Linked DNA regions of Lactuca sativa: region 1 is linked to region 2. A link is a contact called in public Hi-C data. All regions are on one chromosome and are shown on one strand. Each heading gives the region's core, a stretch centred on a gene start, on an enhancer-like site or on the middle of the called end of the contact. The rest is flanking DNA. Distances are from core to core; before and after follow the strand shown.

Region 1 (7,028 bases), core at 3,659-6,158, 340 kb after region 2:
TTGCATGTTGTCTCTTAATCACTCGACATCCTAATCAAGTTCCAGCAGCTTTAGCTTTGTTACCTGTGATGCATATAGTTTGACTAGGTCAGGTTTGGAGAAACCTGGTGAGAAACATAGTGTTTTCAATCCTACAATATTATTATGATATTAATCCATAAATAATAAACCTGCAAAACCAATTATTACCAACAATATATCATTTATCATAGATATCCATAAGACAATCTACCTCGTCCCATCAATTCTCACATACTGATCCTATAACATTGATCCTTAAGATCTAAACTGATGGATCACTGTAAACAACGAGTAGAGTCATCTGCTTTGGGGATTCCATGGAAGTAGAAGTCAATAAAGGCAACCATTAGAGGATAGATTATAAACACCAACGAGAATGGATATCTGTTATGTTACATAATATGTTTGTGGGTTATAAATCCACATTAACAACGTAATTCACGAGACTTGTCTAGATTAGTCAAGTGTTGTTGTCTTACTCTATGAGATGACCAGACATACCTAACTAGTTGCCTCTTGTCGTCTTACTCTAGGAGATGACCAGACATACCTAACTAGTTGCCTGATACAGACCCGCCATTTACGGCTATCCAAAAAAGAGGAGGAATAATAGTTCAATACTCTGGTATGTAACCCATGCCCTGACATGCAAAACTGTCATAGAACACAACTCTACTCGTTGTTCTAATCTCACATACACCCTTGGTATAAAACTACCCAAAATTCGAGCTTAATTGAACTAAGCATTCCTTTCAAGTATTAGTTTGTAAATAGACATGACTATTAAACCCATAATCCATCTTAAACACAAATTTCATGTTTATAAAATACTACTGCAATATCGGGTATAACTAAGCACTTATTCAATTTACTTTGAACTAAGTATCTTATATGAGTCTTAGTTTATAACTAGACATGACTACTATACCTATAATCAATTTCCAAAACGATTGTTAATTTAGGAAAATACTTATCATAAAATAGGTATACATTTAACACAAAGTTAAACAGTAAGTATTTGGTATACATTTATTATTCTTAAGTAAAGATACTTATTTTAAGATAGTCATGTAGTATTACCAAATATTTCTTATAACATAACCACAATCTTATCCGATTCGTACAGTGTAAGTATTACCAAATATACATTTAACACATATTCCCGATATATAATAAGCAAATAATTCACATATAAACTTTCAACTAATATTTAATACTTTTAATAAATACTTGTATTAAATCATGTTCTTGAAAGTAACTATGTACCCACTTGATTGAGGTGGAAGACTTAAGGGAAAGTCAGCTCCTTGGCTAACATTTCAACTTTTTCCTTTTAAACGACCTAAATGCGAATATTACTAAGTCTTAGTATTCTTTCATATTTATATGGGTTATATTAATCGTTATCGGATTCTTCAGTAATCCAAAAAAAAAATACTTCAAGTTCTACCTGATAAGGAATGACCAGGTAAGATTATATCGAAGTAGGATTTGTTTGATAAAAAGATGTATCGTTTGGAAATTCCACTTTAAACACCTCACAGATCTAGCCTGGACATCACTCCCATAAGTAGATCACTCAGTATTATAACTGGAATTACTGATAAATCTTATTTATAAGTTCATAACAATAATGATGAACACAAATATAAATTACACTTAACAAGAGTAGTAAGTGTAACTCACCTTATGAGATGTCTAGCGAAAACTTAGAACTCCACGGGCAGAACTTCGTCATTAAGTCTTTCTTCTGAAAAGATTCCTCCGACGCTTCAACGCTCAACTTACGGTACTAAAACACCAGAAAAAGATGTCAAATCACGAAGGATTGACATGCTCGAGGGTAAGAAGACAAAGACCCTTGAATCAAGAAAATTGTGCAAGAAATATGAAAGGCTAGAGCCTCTTATTTATAGTAAACAAATTTTCGAAAAGCTCCCTTATAGTTTGTAACGTCCCAAAAATAAGACAAAAAAATTTCAATTTTAATTTAATAAAATGGTAATCCAAACATTGTCATACAACCAAGATAAAACAAAATATATCACTACATCACAAAATATCATATTAAATCACAAAATGCGGAATAAAATGGTGTGTGCTCTGCAATCATCCCCAGCTCTTCCCTTTTGAACAAGAAGTACCTGAAATATAAACTGAAAACCGTAAGCACAAAGCTTAATGAGTTCCCCAAAATACCACATACCACACATAATAAACACATACGGGGCCCCCTCCCTTCATCGGGCCCCGCCTGAGTCTCACCCGACCTCGGGCTCCGATCGTCATCGAGCCCCGCTCGATTTACAAATCTATCAATAACCAAGTCCCACTTGAAATTGGGTTCCACCCGATACACATATAAGCATATAAACATATAATCATACTAACACATGCGATAATCACAAAGATAACAACATACAATACAGTAATCGGGTCTTGCCTGACATCGAGCCTCACTCGGTATACATACCAATACATACACATGCAAGAGTTACGCAGACATCTAGCATCCTACATAATAAACCATGGACCGACATTGGTGCCTTCGACCCGCTAAACAAAGTGAGGAAACTCACCTTAGACTGTTGAATCTCACGTATAAATCTCTGGCTGTTGGTCCGCTAAAACCTCCGCACTATCAACATAAAACAACATCCGGTTAATAATTCAATCCCGACTCACACTAAGAGTCTAAACTAGGGTAAAAGACCATTTTACCCTTTACTTAACTTGTCCCAAGGCCAAGGCCCAAGCCAGCTATCCAAAAGTCCCAAATTCCAAAATGATCACCCAAAGTCCAAATATGGTCCAATCATCCAAATTGGGCCCAAATCCCTTTGTGGTCATTTAACCAAAAGAGTCCAATAAAATGGCATCAGCCCAAAAATAGAATTCTGATGGCCCAACAAAGCCATAGACTCCTAAGGTCCAACATGGGCCTAATAACCAAAATCCAAAAATTCTGAAGCCCACTGTTGAGTATGTGGGGCGTGATGGGTTTTGAGCATTCTAACACTCCTATGGTGTACATGCAACCCTATAAACCTTGGATCTATGTTTTCTCTATTCTGCATGCAAATATTAAATATTCCAAGGTTTCATCCTAACTAGCATATTATGAAGCACCTATACTATAAAGTTCTAGTTAGATGACATACATTTTGATGTAGCTTGATATCTTCAAGCTTTAAGAGCTTAGCCCCAATAGTGTGGAAGCCTCAAGTGGAATCACAAATCACCAAAACACCTTGGAAGAATTTGAGAGAATATGTATGCACACTAAAATCGGCCCACTCTTATGTCCTCACACACTAGTGCCATTTCTTGTGCCAAAGGCCTCTTTATATAGTATGGAGGATTAGGGTTACATTCATGTAAACCCTAATACCCATGACCTTTCATTTCATAGGATCCATGGGTTAAAACTCCATGGACTATCCATGATAGCTTAGCCCAACCTAAATGAACTTGGCCCATTTCATATATATAAGAGTCCATATTTAATTAGTTCATTTTGATCACTTAATTAATTCTAAATTAGTTCTTGATCAATACTAATTAAATAATATGATTCCATATTAATATATTAGAACTTATAATATATTAATATAAATCATAAATATATTATTCTCAAAAGACTATTCATATAAATTGTGTCGGTGAAGTGCAACCCAAATGGACCATGCCGAGTCGGGTCAAGTACATACAAAATATAGTTATGGACTTAGACATTAATCCAACAGGGCGTACTCTGCCCGTACGCTTAGTGTACACGCTTTAGGGCTAGTACGTACCAGCTTGTACGTCCAGCGTACTCCCCAGTTGGCCATCGCATATCATTAAACACTTAATCCGCTTAGCCCTTACTCCATACTCTCAGATCTGACTTCCTTAAGGTGACATATCACGTAAAGTTGGCAATTTTACGTGCATACATGGCTTAATGAGGCTCTAAAGCTCAAAAGATCTTAATAAGGGTCTTAACACATGCATGAGTCCATAAAAAGATACATACCAGAATACAAACGTTACATAGCTACTTAAACGACTAAACAACCCTTTATAATACTATTTTAAATAGGTTTATTAATATTTGTACTAAACTAATATAAAAAATATTCAATATTACTCTTGTATTAACTGCATCGTCGATACCTTTCTAATGACTACCAATATATATATATATATATATATATATATATATATATATATATATATATATATATATATATATATATATATATATATATATGGGTGACAATTTTCGACACGACCCGCGACACGATACAAAATAAATGAGTTTGGGTTGAGTTTTTCAACCCGCTAATCCGCCAACCTGCTTATTAAACGGGTTATATATGGGTTTCTCAAAAAATAAACGGCTTGACTTGCCAACCCGTTTATATTTTTAATAAAAAAATTATTTTATTTTTAAATGTATTTATATATATCAAATATTAATATTTAATAAGTACTATTCATGCACTAGTTACGAGATAATAGGAATGGTCCTTTATTTTTCAAAATTACTGTATTAGTCCCTATCATCGAATTTACAAACATGATCCCATGCTTCACAAAAATTACAAAAATTGACCTTGTATATAAGAGAACATTATAAAAATAATCTAAATAGTATATTATCAATCAAACAATCCGTCACAATGCTTTCCACTTTATAAAAGTAAATAATAAGAACATGGTTATTGTGGTCAAACCAATAAATAATAAACCTTTTTGGGCCTAAGAATATTAAATATAGTGATCCGTGATATTTAGACCTATTGGGCTAAACATGTTAGGTAACCCAAATACTAGGAAAACCCGGTCTAAAACAGTGTTGAATATACTCAGCAAACCGCCCGGTCCACTGTTAGCTTCTTCTGTGAAAGATGAACAGGTGATGTTGAGTTTGGACTTTGGGCGCTTGAAAGTTCAAGTGGAAGAAGCTAGGGCACGCTTTCTCCCTCTGGATCGTCGTCAAGTTTTTTTGTGATAAAAATTGGCCTCAGATAGGGCAAATGCCGTTCATATCGCAAACGCAGAGGCAATCAGATTACAATCTCATACCTGCAAGCTGCCCAATCGTCATCGACAATGGCGCATCTTACTTCAGAATTGGGTAAAATTAAAATTTTCTGATAAAAGTTTGATATTGTTCTTAAAGCTACTCGACACATCATTTGTACTATACATGCGTTCGTGAGTGTGTTGATATTGCTATTATGTTCGTGTGTGCTGGTTGTAGATGGGCAGGAGAGAGTGAACCTCGGATCATCTTTCGCAACATTGTTCAGAGACCTCGCCACAAGATAACCGGTATACTAACTCCTATTTTACAACTTTGTGTTGATTGTTTGATTAATTGCGATGAAACGCTTGTTCTCTTCCTGACCTTCTTATACTCATTCCATTTCGTCATTCTCAGGAAATGCCATGCTTTGATTTTGAAAATTCAAATTCTTTTCTTTCCCCGCTGAAGTTATTTGATTTTTGTGTGAAATATTACATGTTTATTATTATTATTTTTTCTTTACTATGTAGTGACATATTGAAAAGAGATATTGGTAAATTAATAACATAATGTATATCCAATTAAGATTTCATAAGCAGAAAGTTTGTCATAAGTCTAAACACATAGCTTCTTTAAATGATTGATACCTGAAAGATACAAGGCATGTGCTTTTCAGCTATGTCTAGTATTTTTGTGATGTTGTCTAAAGATAAACGAGGGATGATGGATGGAAGATGTCTCATGAGCTACATTGAGGATCTCATTATCTTTAGGGTTTTAACAACACTGCACATAACCGATAGCAATTCTTGTTAAGATTTTTAGAGAATTGATTCAAGAACTATATGGCAATGTGGAAAAACTCCATATGTTAGTAACCATTTTTTTCTTTTTTCTTATGCACTTATGCAGGGGAAACAGTGACAATTGTTGGTGACCATGATCCTGCTTTGCTAAAGTACTTTGATTGCACCCGTTCTGGACCACGTTCAGCATTCGATAATGATGTTGTCTTCCAGTTTGAGATAATGGAATATGTAAGCTTTTCATCTTTAGTGATGCTTGAGTTAACCATGAAAACAATCTTAAAATTGCAGATTTGTATGATTTTGTTTAGTTTTCTTTATCTCTGGTAAATAACCTTGGTTGCTTTTTCCTTGTAGATTCTTGACTTTGCATTTGATAGATTAGGGGCAGATGAATCTCCGGTACATCTGCATACTTATTTTGTTCTTTTCAAGTTGTCATTAGATCATATATAAGTATATAACCATGACATGCATATTTCTAGTTGTATTATATTTGCTAACAATTTGTTATTTTCTTTGTCATTGATGTCAGAACAGATTAATCATCCTATCCTCATTACAGAATGTGCATGCAATCCAGTACAATCACGTAGTAAAATGGCTGAACTTTTATTTGAAACATACGGGGTTCCTTCTATAGGTATGAAACATATGAATTTTAACTTGTAATTTATTCATTATTTGTTTATTTTTCTTATTTTAACCATCTTTATTTCTCAGCTTTTGGTGTGGATGCTGCTTTCAGCTATAAGTACAATCAAAAACTTGGAATTTGTGATAGAGATGGTCTCGCAATTTGCTCAGGGTTTTCCACAAGCCATGTGATCCCTGTATGTGTGTGTATATAATACTTATATATATATATATATATATATATATATATATATGTGTGTGTGTGTGTGTGTGTGTGCTTATGTAATTTTTGGTTATGTAGACAATTTGACAAAGTTTCTATTTACTCCATTGTCTCATTTGAATTCAGTTTATCAATGGAGAGCCTGTTTATGAAGCATGTTGTCGTACAAATGTTGGTGGTTATCATGTCACTGATTACCTAAAGCAACTTCTATCACTTAAATATCCACATCACATGTGAGAATAGAATTTTTATGTTTCCTTGTAATCATGTTTGAGACTTCCATGAGTATCTTTTGACATCTTGGAATGTATAAAACAGGGCA
Region 2 (7,185 bases), core at 671-3,170:
CTCCTCTGGCAATGGAATCCCTGTTAGCATCTCCGAGCGCCGCCGAGTCCAAATAAGTCTCCGCCAACTGCACTCTCTTCACATTATCCTGTTCTTGAACCAACATGTTCCCATACTCCAAGAGCTTCTCAACTGTTATCTTCGGTTGTTCAAATGTCGGAGGCCCTTCCCTTGAGTTCACAAGCCTCTTCCCTATGCCTTCCACTCCGATACCTCCGATCCACTCCCTCACTGCATCATCGTACACTCTTGCCCTCAATGCTCCGAAGAAATCTGAACAAGAAATCATTCGTAAGTTATACATATATACATATGTTTTGACATTTTCCGAGGTTAATTTACAGAAGAAAGAATACCTATGGATTGTCCTGGAAAAGTGTCGACAAGCTTCGTAACACCTTCAGGAGAGAGACCATCGGTTTTGAAGATTCCGATGCAGACACCGATTCTGTCTTCTCTCGTCGGAGCCCAGTAGAATTTCTCCATACGTCCGTCACGGATGAGGGGAGCGTAAAGGGTGGAGAAGTCGTTACCGGTGACGATGATCGGAACTCGGGGGTTTTCTTCCTTGTTGTACATTCCGGGGAGTTGAACGTTGGTGGGGTTATCGGCGATGTTCATGAGGGTGGCGTTCACCATTTGGTTGTTGACGGTGTACTGGGTGGTTCCACCCATTCTTCCGGCTCCGGCGTCAAGATCGTTGATGAAGAGGCAGCACATTTTACCCTTCTTGATAATGTCTGCAGCTTCACGGTACCTTTGCCGGATCAACTTCGCCGGTTCTCCGGCGTTCCCACTTTCCAACTCTCCGGCACTCATCATGATTGGGCTGGAATATTACATACATCGAATCAAAATTCAAAAAAAAAAAAAAAAAAAAAAAAAATCTTGCTGGGTTTTTGATAATCAAGACTTACGTGATTCCCATCTTGGCAAACACAAGTTCACATTGGAAAGATTTACCCTGACCTTTTCCTCCCCACACACCCAAAATGAGAGGAACCTACATAATCAAAATAAAAAATTACCGATTCTTTCTGAATTTGAACTAATAGAATTATAGAAACTGCATAGACAAAGAAATATAATCCAAACCTTGATGTTGGGTAAAGTCATGAAGTTCTTGGTGATGTGAACAACCAGTTTGTCCATGAAAGCAGGCGCAATGTAGAACCCATCCATGTTGTTGTCCAAATTGTATCTAAACATCGAATCAAACATTACACATGATAATCACAATTCATTCGATTGAGAGGGTATTTAGATGGATGTATAGAAAGGTACATACGAGCGAAGACCAGTACTGACGTATTCATAAGAACTCATGACAGCAAAATGGGTTCCGGCGTCTTGTGGAGCTTGGAAGAGAGAGTCGACCATACCCTTCCCTCTGGTGATGTCTTGTTGATCATCAGACATGTCATATGCGAGTCCCTTCCATCTGTCTTTGTCAGTCTGTTGGGTTTCCTCGATCTCTTTCTCAGCTGCGAATATTTTGAAGGAGAAAGACTTGTTGTTGTTGATCAGTCTTGAGTTCACTATCTTCTTCAAGTTGCTACCCAAGAAAGAAGAGTTTGGGACTACAGCACTACCACTGCTTCCATTGAAGCTCAACTGTAACAACAATGGCGGATTCAGTAAATCAAAACGAAAATACAAATACCCAGTTAGAGATATCCATCAAATTATTAGTTGTCTTGAGTTAATTGTATAATTTCTAAGGAACAACAAGAAGCATCGGTAGGGATGAAAGAAGAGTACCGGAACACGGTTAACGGCTCCGAAGGTGGAGACGGCGGTTGCCATTGATCGGAGGTGACTGATTCAGACAGAAATCAGTGGAAGTGAAGACGAATTGCACAGTAATCTGAAGGGTAGTAAGAGAAGATGAAGATGACTTATAGTGGTGAAGTTAAGATGGGAGAGGATTAGTTTTAGAGTCGTTAAAGGCCACACAATCAAGATTGCGCGCCATGCCACGTGGCTGTCAGAATATGATTTTTCGTTTGAAGGCATTAAGATTGGGAGATGGGGTTCTGGGGTTAGCATTTAACCCTTGATCCTAACCAGTTGCGCATTATTTGGGCTCATCTTTACCACACATGTCCCTTTTTTGTTATCAAGTTGGTTTTGTAGCGTATTGTGAAAATAATTGAAGTTGGAAGGTCTTGTTGGACACATTGGTGATGCTAAAACCCAATAACACCTTTCAACGTAAAAAAAATTAAACGATAAGTGGATCATATTTGGCCCGTTGCCATGGATGGATAGGATTGGCTCTTGACGTCGGCCCTAAAGGCAAATTAATTGTAGAATGAAATTAAGACCGATGGTATGGGACCATAACACCGTGGAGGAGCCTACGTGACACCTCCACAACGGCGTTACAACTTGAGAAATACCACCACCAAAAATGTTGTGGTACCTCTTATTGTCGTTGTAACATCTTGAAACAGGAGAAATATTGCGACAAACGGTCACATGACCGTTGACAATGGTCGTTTACCTAAAAAACATTAAATATATTTTCATCTATAAATACATACAATTTTGTCCGAATTTTTTCACATCATTTTTTTCAAACGGAAAAATTCATTAAACACTAGCAAAATGTTAGAAAAGATTACATCAAGAAAAATAAGTTTTAGGATGGTAGAATCATCTATTCCAAATTGGTCTAAAGCTTTTTAGACCTATTTGACACAAAAAAGACTATGTTACACTTAGATAAAAAGATTGACTTTTTTTAATCCGTTTGAGTCATTCTTTCTATATTTTATACAATTCAACACCTCATTTGTAACACCTCAAATTTTTTAAAACTTTTTCAAACTTAAAAATGATAAGGTTTAAACAAAATATTTTTGGGAATTAACCCATATTTAACAAAAAATATGGTCCCACAAAAACATTTACAATTAAAAGTTTTTGTGTTACAATTAAGCATCAATACAACCATAACAAACAAATAAGAATTACACCTATACAATTAATAAGGAGCATAACAAGTTTCACTCAAGTTTCATTCATAGATGCACATTTCTTTGGGTGTCACAACGTGAGCCATTATTGATCATGTGGTGAGAACCATCTGATGCCCAAAAATCCTAATTTTTGGGTATTTGCTCATCCTCAGCCTCATTCACTCTCTAACCTAAAGAAATCCTAATCATAACCCTCTTAGAGATTCTTAGCCATTTTGGTACATTGGTTAGCTTAAAGAAGGAGAGAATGATGAAAAGAAGTGTCCTAGTGGTGTAGTTTGAAAAGGAGCATCATTATCATCATCTATTTTTCTTGTTGGACCTTTGCAAGTGTAAAAGACTCAGACTTTATTGCATTATATGGCAAGATCTAGGTTTTTGTCCCATTTATTTATGATTGAGCAAGCTTGAGTGGAGAGGACCCATAAAGTTAGCAACTTTATGGATTCTAAGGGTCCTTTAAGCTTCATAAAGTCCAGATCTAGAAGTTCGTGAAGTATTTGACTCATGCATGAGAGTTTGGTGGAATATTTCTACTTTTGACCTAGAATGAATTGAGGACATGCATTGAGCATGCATGTCCATAAAGTAAACATTTTTATGGACCTTTAGAGTCCCCTTAAGCTTCTGAAAGAGTTGGGGTTTGGATACTTAATGGTTTATGGACTTATTTCAATAAGGAGATGGTTCATAATGAAGTCACAACGTGACACTGGAGGTGTCACGACGTGACGAAGAAATATCCATTTTTGTTGGTATTCTATATTCTCATGACGTGACCATGAATGGCTCACGTCATGACACCTCCAATGATTGCTTAATTTGTTCCTTAGACCAGCCCTAAGACTTTTTAAACGTCTTCACTGAGTTATCCAAACTTGTAGCAATCTTTCCTCCTTTGTCTTTGGATTTGTCACCTTTGGAAGAAATGGAGGAGATGATTTGATGACCAGATTCTATGATGAATATCTCGGATTAAGGAGGAATCAGAGGCTCTTCAGGGATTTCATCAGGTTTCTGGGCGGGAGAACCCTTATCTATTTGAGCGATCCTCGGAGTAGGAATTGGAGGAGGCATTGACTGAGTGGCGTGGAAGGTGTCTATTGTCAGTTTGGTTTTTGTCTTAGCCATTTCAGATCCGTTGAAAGGTTTCGTGTAAAGATGATGGCCAAAAAACTAAGGACCATTTCAGCTTTTTTACTTCCAAAAGGACTTTTATAGGTGGTTCCCTGATAGCTTGTAATCCTAAAATCACATCATCGACCAAATCTTCTTTATCAAGATCTTCAGGATTTTCTACTTCCAGGATCAGTTCATCGAATGATTTCATCTCGGAGCATATAGTTTGAGATTGGTTTCCATAGCACTTGCTTTTGTCTCGTTCGCCCCCTCTTGCACGGGAAATTTGATCAGACTTAAGATCATTTAATCGTTCAAAGACTTTTTGAAAGCTTATTTTGATTTGCTTGGAAAGCGAATCATATTCCTCGGCAGTAGGAGCTTGAGGTTTGAGATGATCGAATGTTTCATCTAGGATGCAAAGCATTTCATCAAACTTGTAGTTCGGAATATCCATGTGATGTTGAGTAGCATGAATCACCTTGATGAGCACTTCCTGTAGAACCATGTTCATCGCGTCTTTGTGAAAAATTTCTTTCTCTAACTGCTGAATTAGTTTTTCATGTCAGACATGAGTTTGCTTGATCAGAGTATTGGTAGAAGAAAACATGTCATCATGAACTCTAAGCATTGTGGTTACAATGGATATGTGATAATTTGTGTTCTCCATGTAGCATGCTTCAGCATCTTCAAGGGTACGACTAAGACAAAGCAAGAAAAGTTGATACAGTTGATTTACTCTGTCAAGTTCCGAGGGAGAAACAACTTGGATATCATAAAGAGACTTAAGGATAAACTCGAGTTTGGAATCAAGACCTGTGATTTTTTGGTCGAGTTTCATGTCAAGGCTTTCTAGCTTCAAATTAACATTATCACCTTTAGAGTTTGCTACGGAAATACTATCTCAGAGTTCCAACAAGGAAAAAGGATCCATAATATTTTCATCAGAGGATCCAGTGTCCGAGGGGGAACTTTCGGATTTCTTATCATCTTCATTTTCATCATTATTTGGCTCAGTGAGCTTAGAATCATCAATTAGATCATCTTTAGCTTTGTCACCTTGATCACCTTCTAATGTAGCTTTAGGAGGAGGATACGAGTGCTTGTTTCCTTAAGGATTCTCTTCTTCTTCAGATTCCTCGGAGGACTAGGGGAGTCTGAAATCAAAACATGGTTTTGATGAAGAAGGTTTTTACATTAGATTGATGGTAGAGAGAACCGGAATAACACCAATAGAAGTGTTGTCATCTTCAAAAATGATCTCATCGGAAGGATCATCATCGGCATAAGGATCAGGAACTTATGCACATGTAATCGTTGGAGGATCATAAGAAACACTTGTGGAATCAAGAACATCTCCTGTTGAAGCAACTTCATTCCGAGAAGGATCATCTCCAGTGTTGTCAGGAGTCAGAACCTTGGTACTCGGAGTCTTATTCAAGGAATTGATGAACGGTTGAAGTTCTTGATCTATTCCTTAATTTGATGGAAAGGTGAAGGTAACACGACTTTAAAAAGCTCGTTGACACATGGAAATGAGCATGTATTAAACTTATTCTCTGGTGAGCTCTGGATTCCTTATACGAGCTCTGTCAACAAAATCTGACCAATCCTTGTCAAAAATACCCTATCGTTCTTTACTTGAACCAAGTATCGGACCTGTTGTGGCTTTTGAAACAGGAGGGACTGATCCTGCTTCAGAAAGCATTGAATCAGTGACAAGGGTCACCGATTGTGCTTGGGTCGAAGAGAAACAAATATTCAAATTGAATCGTAAGTGTATCTCAGGGGGCTTCAAGGGACTTTCTTTAATACCTGCACCATCCTTTTGAGAATATGGGGGTAGATTCTAAGCAGACTCCTCGTGTATGAGTGAATGAGATTTTGAAGCTCCGAAGGGTACTTTGGAAGAGTGGCCGGGTGAGGTAGGCTGAGATTGAGAGTTAGATCGACTGCTGATTTGTGAATCCTTTTGAGAGTATTCACCAACTTTGGCTCTCCTTTTGGCTCATACTTTTGAAAGAGATGCCTTCTGTTTGATGTGTCCTCCAAATGTGGTTGTTTTGTTCTCATCTGAGGTTGTATCATCCGGGACCGGGGAAAGTTGTGTTGGGTCAAAAGCAACCGAGATCTCAAGATGATGTTTGAGATGTGGTGATTCGGATGGAACAGTGGCCAACATGTGTTTAGGAAGATGTCTAACAGGTCTGAAGGGACTTTGACTAGGCAATCTAAAAGTTTTGATAGTGTTGAAAGAACAATATACCTCTCAGATGTTTGAATTTAGTGGAATTGCTTTAAGTCTCTCAGAGTAGAGTTGTTGCAGGGTCAGGGCCTAGAATCTCAGACTTATGATCTCATTCGGTTTCCTCTTTACAACAAACTTCCTGACATCTTGCCACAATATTTCCGGTAGATCAATGGCGTTTGCTTTTCTAGTGAAGATGTTATACACCATGTAAAGATAATCTTTTCTCATATTGCCTATACCACTATGTTTTCCAGATAAACCTCTAAGAATGAAGTTCATCAAGATGGTCCATAAGCCAGGAAGGGCTGATTCCTTGAACTCCTTTGCCTTGAATTCGCCATTTTAACGAATTTGGGACAAGAACGACTGAAACTCTTCAGAATTCGGTTCCTACACTTGAAAACCTTTGAGGTTTTCTAAAATTATAATTTCCTTGAGAAACATACACTTGTGAACCGGTACAATCATGTCATCAGTTATCTTCACTTCAAGAGCATCTTTATCGATCTTCATTATTTCAAAGGCTTTATGAAGAAGTCTGAGAGGGAAGTTAGGGTTAGGGATTTTGGTGAGAGGAACATCGATGGCATAACAGGAGATGAACTCAATCATTATTCTCATAGATTCATTGCAATCCACGGGGTCGAGAGAAAACAACTGGGAGGTTTCTCTGAGAATGATCTCAGAGGATGAAGAGGAAGCGGATCCCTTTGATGATTTCTTTTTTGTTATTGGTTTTAAAGATTTAGATGCCATGTCATATGGTTTTGTCTCCATTGTGTTGAGGTCGAAAGATGTTGTGAGGTGTGGAAGTTTGTCTAGGTCATTTTT

Evidence for each region. A called contact is a pair of places that touch in the nucleus more often than the background predicts.
Region 1: a contact with region 2 is called in a Hi-C map of leaf, with 4 times the contacts expected there. The contact joins the promoter of LOC111885173 here to the promoter of LOC111885179 in region 2. A contact is called at or near these places in 2 of 4 Hi-C or Micro-C datasets (both in leaf).

The regions. Positions count from the first base shown.
Region 1 is chr9:93,431,803-93,438,830 of Lsat_Salinas_v11, forward strand. It overlaps LOC111885173 (actin-related protein 5), which reads left to right and starts at 4,909. Exons shown (of 12, transcript XM_023881457.2): 1 at 4,909-5,146; 2 at 5,273-5,343; 3 at 5,951-6,075; 4 at 6,202-6,246; 5 at 6,385-6,487; 6 at 6,568-6,677; 7 at 6,830-6,939; 8 at 7,025-7,028. The coding sequence starts at 5,046.
Region 2 is chr9:93,090,658-93,097,842 of Lsat_Salinas_v11, forward strand. LOC111885179 (ribulose bisphosphate carboxylase/oxygenase activase, chloroplastic) reads right to left here and starts at 1,921. Exons shown (of 7, transcript XM_023881463.3): 1 at 1,762-1,921; 2 at 1,289-1,614; 3 at 1,096-1,201; 4 at 918-1,003; 5 at 357-829; 6 at 1-273. The coding sequence starts at 1,806.